Regions from separate parts of the Mus musculus genome. Here region 1 is linked to region 2. Evidence: chromatin contacts called from public Hi-C data. All regions are on one chromosome and are shown on one strand. Each heading gives the region's core, a stretch centred on a gene start, on an enhancer-like site or on the middle of the called end of the contact. The rest is flanking DNA. Distances are from core to core; before and after follow the strand shown.

The links. A called contact is a pair of places that touch in the nucleus more often than the background predicts.
Region 1: a Hi-C map of extraembryonic endoderm stem cells shows a contact between it and region 2, with 2.1 times the contacts expected there. The contact joins two enhancer-like sites. A contact is called at or near these places in 1 of 484 Hi-C or Micro-C datasets (extraembryonic endoderm stem cells) and 1 of 115 datasets of contacts at active chromatin or transcription factors (memory CD8 T cells).

Annotation. Positions count from the first base shown.
Region 1 is chr15:12,441,316-12,446,237 of GRCm38.p6, reverse strand. Pdzd2 (PDZ domain containing 2) reads left to right here. Exons shown (of 26, transcript NM_001081064.2): 5 at 573-715; 6 at 3,626-3,758. Among named protein-coding and RNA genes, the nearest start is that of Gm52211, 48 kb to the left of the region's middle. Within about 2 kb of position 1,952, at least 13 of the 459 cell types and tissues checked have an H3K27ac peak or open chromatin away from gene starts, as enhancers often do. A contact at or near this core is called in extraembryonic endoderm stem cells, where this site is marked.
Region 2 is chr15:12,192,806-12,197,625 of GRCm38.p6, reverse strand. No RefSeq gene overlaps it. Among named protein-coding and RNA genes, the nearest start is that of Mtmr12, 9.8 kb to the left of the region's middle. Within about 2 kb of position 2,960, at least 104 of the 459 cell types and tissues checked have an H3K27ac peak or open chromatin away from gene starts, as enhancers often do. A contact at or near this core is called in extraembryonic endoderm stem cells, where this site is marked.

The DNA.
Region 1 (4,922 bases), core at 703-3,202, 250 kb before region 2:
TTCTGTATTAGGTGGCCCTCTAAGCTATACATGGCAAAGCTTCCCCTAAACTAGCAGAGGTTTCCTGGTACCCAAGCCTGAGCTGAGCTTTTCTCCTTTCGCCTTCCTGTGTATTAGCAGCTGTGCAGAAGCAAAAGGATCCCAGAGTAAACCAGTGTTGCAGACACAGTGGCACCTGCATCGCAAGTAGAGGATGCGTTATCCACAGGACACCTGATAGGATGTATGATGTCAGAGCCAGTAACTGGGGTGGCTACACACATGATTAGAATTCCATGAAACTAAAAATTAGATACTCGGCCTACACCATGCATTTTCAAAAGCTCCACGTGTGGACAGTGGTTCCCTATAGAATGACACAGACCGAACATTTCCCTTATTCTAGAAGGTTTTATGGGACAGCACTGACAGCCAGACTTTGGTCTAGTTAATAGAGGCCTTTTCTTCTGTGCTGATTTGTGATATTTGGTGACAAGAGACGGATGCCTGGCCTCTCGTGACAGTGCTACTCTCCCATGTCAATGCTGTGTGTCTGTCAGCATCCTTCATGCATGCTCGCTTTTTCTTCCAAGGAGGAAGTTGGCCGGATATGGAAGATGGAACTGCTCAAAGAATCAGATGGGCTGGGAATTCAGGTTAGTGGAGGCCGAGGATCAAAGCGCTCACCTCACGCTATCGTTGTCACCCAAGTGAAGGAAGGAGGTGCCGCTCACAGGTGACTAGATAACTCTTCCCCCATCCCTCTGCCCCTTGCCTTCCTCCTCCCCTTCCCTCGGGTGCTGGGTGCTAGTGTCTTTCGCTTGATCAAAGCTCTGGTAATTAAAAGATTTGTGGGAGCGCGGGAGGGAAACAGACAAGAGCCGCTCTCACTGGGCATGCCTCTGAACACAGGAAGTGGCTCATGAGGAAGGATGCTTAGGATATTCTAAACCGTGGAACAGAGATTTGATCTCTTTGTGCTCCCTCTTAGATTGCTTACAAACTCTTGGCATGCTGGCACTGACTGGGGTATTAAGTGTTTATTTATCAAGGAAGTTTATGCACCCACAACAGGAGATCACAGTCCTGCCATCTGAAGTCCTCTGAGTCAGTGACTTCAGGAAAGTGGCACTGTCTTAAAAGGTGGCCACCATGCAAATGTGTCAGATCAGAGTTTCACACACGCACACACGGGCTTGTGGTCACATGTCTCTACTGCACATGAAAAGGGGAAAAAAATTAATGTAAATCTTTGTGTAACCTAAAAAAGCAGCACTTATAAAGGTGGCTTTGTTTTGTTTCATTTGATATCAATTGTGTGAAGTAGGGAGAGGGACTGTGCTTAGCTGGAGCACAGATGAAAAAGGCTATCAGGCTATCTGAGTGTGAGGCTTATAGCCGTTCCCGAATGTCAAGCAAGGTCTTTGTTGTTCTACTTGCTTCTGTTCACATGGAGTATCTGTTATTTACAGGGCACAGTAGGGTATGTACATGTGTTGCCACGCCCACATGTCTACAATAAGAGTACACAGAGAAGGGCATTGATAGGGAAGTCATTGTCTTTTGCCTAGTCTGGAATTTCTTCAGGCAGGGGAGCCAGATCCTAAGAGGGATACAGCGGGCCACAGCAACGTCAGCCTTCCCAAGATGGAGAAGGAAAAATCTATCTCATAAGGTGTAGTTGAAGAAGCTAAGTTATTTAGGTTGGATAACAGGAAACTAAGGAGAGGACAAGGCAGAAACTAGCAGACTTCTTGCTCTTCAGCCTGTAAAGCAGGATGCTAAGAAAAACGACACTAGCAGTAAGATGAACTCCAGCGGTCAATTATCCAAGTGACAGCATTAAGATATTAAGACGTTAGATGGTTTTAACCCAGATGAGCATCGTTCCCGATAGGCCTTAAGGAACTCAGCAGCTAGCCGTTTTCCCATCACTGGTATGTCTTCCGTTCTGCTCTATCTAGGAGGTTGACAATTGGGAAACTCCGTGCTCAGAGATAAGCTTTCTATAGAGATGATGCTCTTGTTTTCCCACCAGAGCTGGGGCTGAATCCGTCCTATCATATTTTTTTTCTTCTCACTCACTTTTAGCCTGGAACAGTGTGTCTCTCTTCCCTGTGGTCTGTGACTCGCCAGCAGGGCGTTTGAATTAATACCAGGAGATGAGAGAAATGCAATTAGAGAGTAGAATAAGTGAAGGGATGGGCTGGGGCATCTTGGTGGTGTTAGGAATAAGTAAGCCCACCAGCCACGGCCACTGCCTTGTCTATGCCAGGCTTCCCTCCTCCCATAGGATCAGCTCCGACCCATACACCTAGATTCCAGGGTGCCCTTCCCTCCTGACTTTCTCATCCCCACTTTCTTACCATGCTAAGTAACTGGTAGCTCCCTTAGCGTTTCTCTACTGTAGGGATTTTTGGAAATAGAAGGCAGAGGCTATTGGAAGTCCCATGTGCCTTTTATCTTTTTTTTATAGCCTAAACTCTAAAGAAAGACTAGCATGTGAGCCTAGAAGAAGGAGACAATGAGAACGATGCTGTTGAAGGCAGAAAGGAGAAAAAGATGGAAGGGGAGATGCTGGTTGGTTCATTGGGAGGAGCACAGAAGAAAGAGCTATGTGGACCTGGGAAGATTTGGGTATGCGCAGGTTCCACTGTAGGACCTGGATGGTGATGGCAAGCCTTGAGAGACAGGGAGACCCCTAGGCGCCATGGTCTGCTTCACCAGATTTTCTGTCTGAGTGTCAGGGGCCTTTTGGTTTATGGAAGACAAGACCCTGGCCAGCTCAGCGGAATCCATTGCAGAAATCAGTTTCGAGGGTTGTGTGCACTGAGGGCCGTGACCTGCCCTAAGGAGACAGTCCCAGTAACAGCAAAGTCTCCTGCCAGCAGTGAGACAGGAGCTCAGAGTCAGCCGTAATTTAAATGGAAAAAAAAAAAGCCCAGGTTTTTACAACCACAGAAATGAATCAAATCTCAAACCTTTAACAATAGCAAGCTCAACACTTCATTGCTGTGATTGCTTCTGCTTCGCTAGTTTGTCCTCTGTGGGGGACCCAAGAGTGAAATAATCCTTGGAAAGTTTTATCTTCAAGGTCCTGTAGCTCTGTGGTGGGGTACGGAGGTACCAACACTTACCACATAGCCCCAGTTTCCCAGAAAGAATCCTGCTTCTGTCTGATGGGGCGGGGAGGGAGACACAATAGACCAGTGAAGGGCCGCAGGTGGGTTTGACGTGTCTTGGCACTGTCTGTGTTCAGCTTAGCAATAGCCCCGAGCTGATGACAGGGAGGATTAGGGAAAGATCGACTGACTTGAGTCTCCTAAAACCTGAGGGTCTTAGTTGCTCTATCACAATAGTCATCCAGATGAAGTGTCATTGACGTTCGTTGTCAGAGACGCTTAGCTTAAGAGTGAGTGTATTGGTAAGTGACTGTCAAGAGTCCCAGAGACTGTCAAAGAGTCCATGAGTCTGGATACTAGCGTTAACGCAATCCCACCCAAAACCATCTTTGGTTGTCTTTCCTTCCTCTTCCACCTTATCTAACTGTCCTGTCTCATGACTCTGCCTAGCTCCTAGAAGACGGCACTTCTCTAACCCAGAATGTCTTGACCAGGGGTCTTTTTTCCCATCTCCGTTTCTTCAGGGATGGCAGGCTGTCCTTAGGAGATGAACTGCTGGTGATCAATGGTCACTTACTGGTCGGGCTCTCCCATGAGGAAGCTGTGGCTATTCTGCGCTCAGCCACTGGGATGGTACAGCTGGTGGTGGCCAGCAAGGTAGGTAGTTTCTGTCATTCTTGGTATTTATCATGGTAGTATGAGTCCGGACGGGAGCCCTTCCCATGCCAGCAGGTATGTGCATGCTTACGGCTTATCTTGGGCGGTAGCTGTGATTCCACAGATGTGCACATGTGACTGAAATGTGCTTGATTAAGTCATTAAAGATGCTTGTTAGAAAAGTTATAACAGAATGAAGGAGAAGGTAAAGAATAGGAGATGCAGAAACATGATAGGAGGAAAAAGAAGGCTGCATGGAATTTTTTTTTTTTTTGGTCACTATGATGAAATGCCTGAGATAGGTGACTTAAAGAAGAAGAAAGGTTATTAGGGCTCATGGCTTCAGTGTATGACCCCCTGGATCCCTTACTGGGCCTATGACCATACAGAAACGTTGTGGCAAAAGAGTATAGTGGACAAAGGAAAGTTGTGTGCCCTGTGCAGTCAAGAAATAAAGACACTGAGACATGAAGAGGCCCTTCAAAGACACATATCCCAGGGGCCCTCTTAGCCCAACTAGGCCCCATCTTTCAGTTTCTACCACTTCCCAGTACTCCAATTGTGGATCCATTAATGGATCCATCCATCTGTTACATAAGAACACTCAGGACCAACCACTTACCTAAGTCTCACCTCCAAGTATTGTACGAAGGACCAGGCCTTCAGCATAGCTGGGGGTGAGGGGGCGTGGACACTTCACATCCAAACCACCACAGTAAGGAATGCATCTTCTGAGGCCAGAATGAGAAAAGTCTCAGGGCTGTCTGTGGAGAGTCCTGGTCCCTAGTCTAATCACCCCTACGTTGTTAGAGCTGGAAGAAGCTCTATGCCTCCTTTGTCCAACCACCTCCACCTTCCCTTCCTCCCCAACTCGGCAGATATGACAGTGGGCAGAGCATCCATAGTGGCTGCCATCTTGCAGAGGTCATGGTGCTGTCAACAGTGCCAGATAGCAAATGCTTGGCACACCACCCTCTGTCCCATTCTGCTGCCATATCTCCCTCCTGGTCTTCACTGTTATCACCGGATCCTGAAACCCAAGTCTGGGTTTCTTTCACCTGTGTGTGTTGATGTAATGACTCTGTCATGGGCTCTTATGATCTGCATTCAAAAGTTCCTAGAGAAAGGCTGCCGATGCCACGGCTCTGAGGAGGCCAGGAGACA
Region 2 (4,820 bases), core at 1,711-4,210:
AACGTAGGAGATTTAGGTAGGAAAATCAGGCGGGTCAAGGTCCCTTGGCTACATAGTGAGTCTGGATTACCTGACACAGTGTCCCCCCTCCAATCAACCAACCAAATAAACAACAGTGCCATTTTCTGCCTCTGCCTGTCTTGGCATAGGTTCCCTAATCATCCGACCCAATAAATGTATTCCTAGAGTCAACAACTCTTGACCGCTTCTTTAGAGACCAGGGAAGAGGTAGACTCTCTGAATTTCTAAGCACCTCAAAGCTGCACAGCCAGCGCCTCGACCTACCCTCCTGAATAAGTCCGTCCGAGTATCCGAGTATCTAGAACGAGTCCTTTCATCCTCTCAGGGGTGAGCTAGGAGCAGTTCAAGGTTGGTCTGTGCTGTTTTCTTCCTCCTTCCTCTCTTTCTCCTTCCCTTCCCCACCCCTCCTTTTCTTCAACCCGGTCTTGCTATGTAGACCTGGATAGCCTGGAATGTACCATGTAGACTAGCTAGCCTCAAACTTGCAGACCACCGTCCTGCTTCAGCTTCCGGTTCGCTGCCCTGCTGGGCTTCATGATCAGCACCTCCAACTCTATCCTTGGTGTTTTGAATACTCACTCGGTGGGATGCCTTCAGAACAATGACCTGTGGGCGCTTCAAGGACGAGGAGACTGCGCCCTCTACCGGGGTTTATAAAAAGTAGTATGCTAAGTCCAAATAGACTGGACCAGGTCGCTTTGTCCACCCCAGCTCTCACCCTGTTTCCTTTGTCCCGCAATACCTCCTCTAGACACATCTGCTGTGTCACAACCACATGAAATTTGAAGTACAAACTCACCCTAGGTCAGCTTCCCCCACCCCCCAGGAATTACAGAATTTAACAGTCTCCAAATGCAGCTTTCAAAGAGGGGTGCCACAAAGTGTGGGGATGTAGCTCAGTCGGCACAAAGTCCCGACTGTGACTCTCAGTACCTCATAAAGCAGGTGTGATGGAGTAAGCTTGATTAGCTCGAGGTGTGAGGCCACCTGGCATACGTGAGAACTTGTCTCGAGGACAAAAGCTCAAGTGCTCGCTCAGAGGTCAAGAGCGCTTGGCACACAATCCTGAGAACTGGAGTCGTGTCCTGGGACCTACATAAGGGACCACGGCAGAGGAGACAGAAGAATCACTGGGACTTGATACTTCCAACTCCGCTAAGAAACCCTGGCCCTGAGTTCCACGATAGACCCTCCCTCCTACGAAAGGAACAAGCAGAGATGACTAGAAAAGGATAGCCCTCGCCAAGCGGTGGTGGCACGCAGCTTGGAGCCCAGCACTGGGAAGGCAAAGGCAGGCGGATCTCTGAGTTTCAGGCCAGCCTGGTGTTCCAGGACAGCCAGGGCTACACAGAGAAGTCCTGTCTCAAAAAAACGAGAGGGAGGGAGGGAGGGAGAGAGAGAGAGAGAGAGAGAGAGAGAGAGAGAGAGAGAGAGAGAGAGAGAGAGAGAGAGGCAGAGACAGAGAGAGAGAGACAGAGAGACAGTCACACACACACACACACACACAGACTCCCAAAGCCTTTTTTCACATGCAGACACAGGAGTAAATGAATATCTAAAAAATATTGTTTATTTCTTCTGTTGTTGTTTTCTGTTTTCGAGACAGGGTGTTTCTTTGTGTAGCCCTGCCTGTCCTGGACTCGATTTGAAGACCAGATTGGTGTCAAACTCACAGGGATCAGCGTGCCTCTGCCTTCCGAGTGCTGGGATTCATTACCATTGCCCAAGTAAGAGATATTTTCTTAAAATCTTCTGGGCATACTTTAGTTCTCAATTTACTTTTTAAAAGGTAAACAACCATGATAAAAAAACCAACCCTCTCAGAATCGCACTGAAAGTCGGGGCCACCTCCGAAGCTATTTAAGACAATGCGCTATCTGAACAAAGCCAGTGAACGTGAGTTCAGTTTTAACTTCTATGTTTTCTTCATCTTCCCAGCTCCACTGAATGGAAACTTAGGGCTGGTCTGGTATGGATCATGAGGAGACCTAGGGACTTGTCTGTCCCCAAGAAGGGAAGGTGCTCTGCGCTGAGACTGGGGTCCCTGTCACTCTCCTCTGTTCCTGTGAGTGCCACAGGCCTGGAGCATGCTGAGGTAGAGGCAAGCCATCCTCTCTTGGCTCCGGTTGCTTCCTTAAGTAGGTGCGGTGCGGCTGTTTCCTTTGCAGAGTCCGGCAGCAGCTCTCTTCCCTGACAGCCTTTCCTCGGCTCACTTGAGCCACGAGAAAACTCAGAAGACACAGAAACAAGTGACTGAAAGAGTCATGCCACCCTTCCAAATTCTCTGCTGCCCACACAAACTCCCACACAGAGGTGCTGGGGTCAGGCCCACTCTTCTCTCAAATGCCCCTCTGTCGTGGGGAAAGCTGTGGGGGCAAAGTGACAGAGACAATGCCCCGCCCTCTTTGTGTGTGTGTGTGTGTCTCATGCATGTTCTCGTGCACGTGCCTAGAGGGAGAGTTGGCACAAGACAGCAACCAGAAAAACTCAATCTTGTGGCTCCCCACTTAAATGTCTTGCGACTCATTCCAAGACAAGAGAATTCAAGACTTTGCATCTGTTTCAGCGACGGTCACCAGGAAGGAGAAGGGGGCTTACTGCTGTCTCAAATGATGAAGAGTCACACAATATAATGCTTGTATATGCCATCCAATCACGTGACTGCTGTGCACCACAAAATAAAAGCAACACGTATCTGATGCCAAAGTTGTACCATGGGCCAGAGAAAAGCAAGGGACCAGCCGTCCAGCTGTCTCTTCTCTGCTTTGACAGAGCCCCGACACCCAGAGAACCTGTTTCCTCTCCCTTGCTTTGTTTGAGGCTAGATAAGCGGAGGCGTGAGAGTGTCCAGGAGCGGTGGAGGGAGGGGCTGGGGTTTGGAGTTTAAAGGATCTCATGAAGCCTTGGCGGCTGTAGGGCCAGGAGAAGCTTTGCTAATAAAACGTCACGTCTCTCCGACTAGGACATTTGATCGTTGCTCAAAATGCGGTCAGGCCTGTTTGGGGCTTGGCTCACCGTTCCGATTCTGCAAACCTGATAGGCTTCTTGTTCAGGAAGCTGCAGAAGAACCTGAGGTTGAGGACACCCTCGTACCCCCATTTCATGTTAGAAACAGTCATATACCCCAAAGGTTTAAAATGCAATTTTTAGCAGTTGAAAGTAAGTATGCTTTATCCAAAGGCAAACAGAGAACACTGGGAATCACTGAGCTACCACGTAACACCTCTGGGTTTTTAACCCCGTAGTTTTTTCCGGCTGGAGCCTGTTAATGATCAGCCATTTCCTGGCTCCGTACCTTCTGCGGAACACTGGAGTCAATTCACCATTCATCCACCTGGCCTCAGGAATACATTCTCAGGGCAGCCAAGTAAAGCAGGCAGTGTAGGACTCTGCAAATATCTCACACAGGCAGGCCTGGGAAATCAGAACAGAAATGTTCCGGCCAGAGCTGAGCTGGAGACCCAGAAGTGGGGGGCGATTTTCCAGTCCCTGTGAGGAATCAGCTGGAGAGGAACTAGCCACAGAAACAGTTTGAAACCTCATGCCATGAGGGAAGTAAGCGGTTTGCTTGTAGAAAAGGTTCTGTGCTCTGCTTTCTCTGGCTCTGCTCACGTCGATAAGGAGGCGCCTTTCAACGTTCCCTAGTTCCAAGAAAAGGCATTGGCTCCTCCTCCCCTCCTGGGGCTTGGTCTTGTGCACTTTGTATTCAGTTGCCGATTTCTGTGCCCAGAAATCTGGTTACAGCCCAGATGCTAGCATCGTCATGATTTTTGAACCATCCCCTGTATCAATGTTGTGTAAAGAATGTTCCCCAACTCTCTCTAATTGGTTAACAGAGACCCTATCAGCACACTGCTGGGACAGAAGGCAGGACTTCTGATCCCAGTTAGAGAGACCAGGTGGAGGTGGCCATGAGGCAGAGAGAGGGTCCAGGAGTTGTGATGAGCAGGTCACCAAGGGAGTTGCCGTGAGGACACACGTGGAGCAGAGCAAGTCAGAGCAAGACTTGGATTGAAGGTATAAGGACCTGGCAGCTGGAAAATGGATAGTTTAGAGGGTCAGAATAGCCCAAAGCTTGTTAATAAACTTAATAGGTTGTTGTGTCAATTATTTGGGAGCTAGAATGAGAAATTACTACTATACCCGGCCCCAAGAGAAGCACCTCACAAACCCATATAGGCCCAACTGAGAGACAGAACAGCAGTGTAGAGAGCTCTGGAGGTTGCATGAGGGTTTGAATGCATGGTGTTCTGGGAGATACGGATGGAAAGGTGCATTGGAGTCACATCTACTACCTTGGAACATCATAAGAAAGCCTGGGCGTGGGAGAATTCTAACCCTGCTCAACCTGTAGACTTCATCTACAAGGAACTGACCTTGGCTGGCATCTAGAATTCTAACACTCCCCAGAGCTGCAACATTTTATAGATCCATAATGGCTCTTGAGAGCATCTTATGGCTACTCAGAGTTCTGGCCTGTTTTATTTAAATCACCAGCATGGCAACCTGTTTTAGATGGTTTTTATCCCACTTAGAAAGTTATTAGTCCTAACTTGTACATTTCATTGATCACCTCATTCTTGGAGACGGCAAGACAAGAACTGAGTTGGAAACAAGTCAATAATCACTATTGAACCCCTTACCTCTGACTGCACAAAGCTGTTCTCTGACCTCCACAGGCACAGGACAGGCGGACACACACACACACACACACTCAAATAAATTTTTATTTTTTTCAAGACAGGGTTTCTCTGTATAGCCCTGGCTGTCCTAGAATTCACTCTGTAGACCAGGCTGGC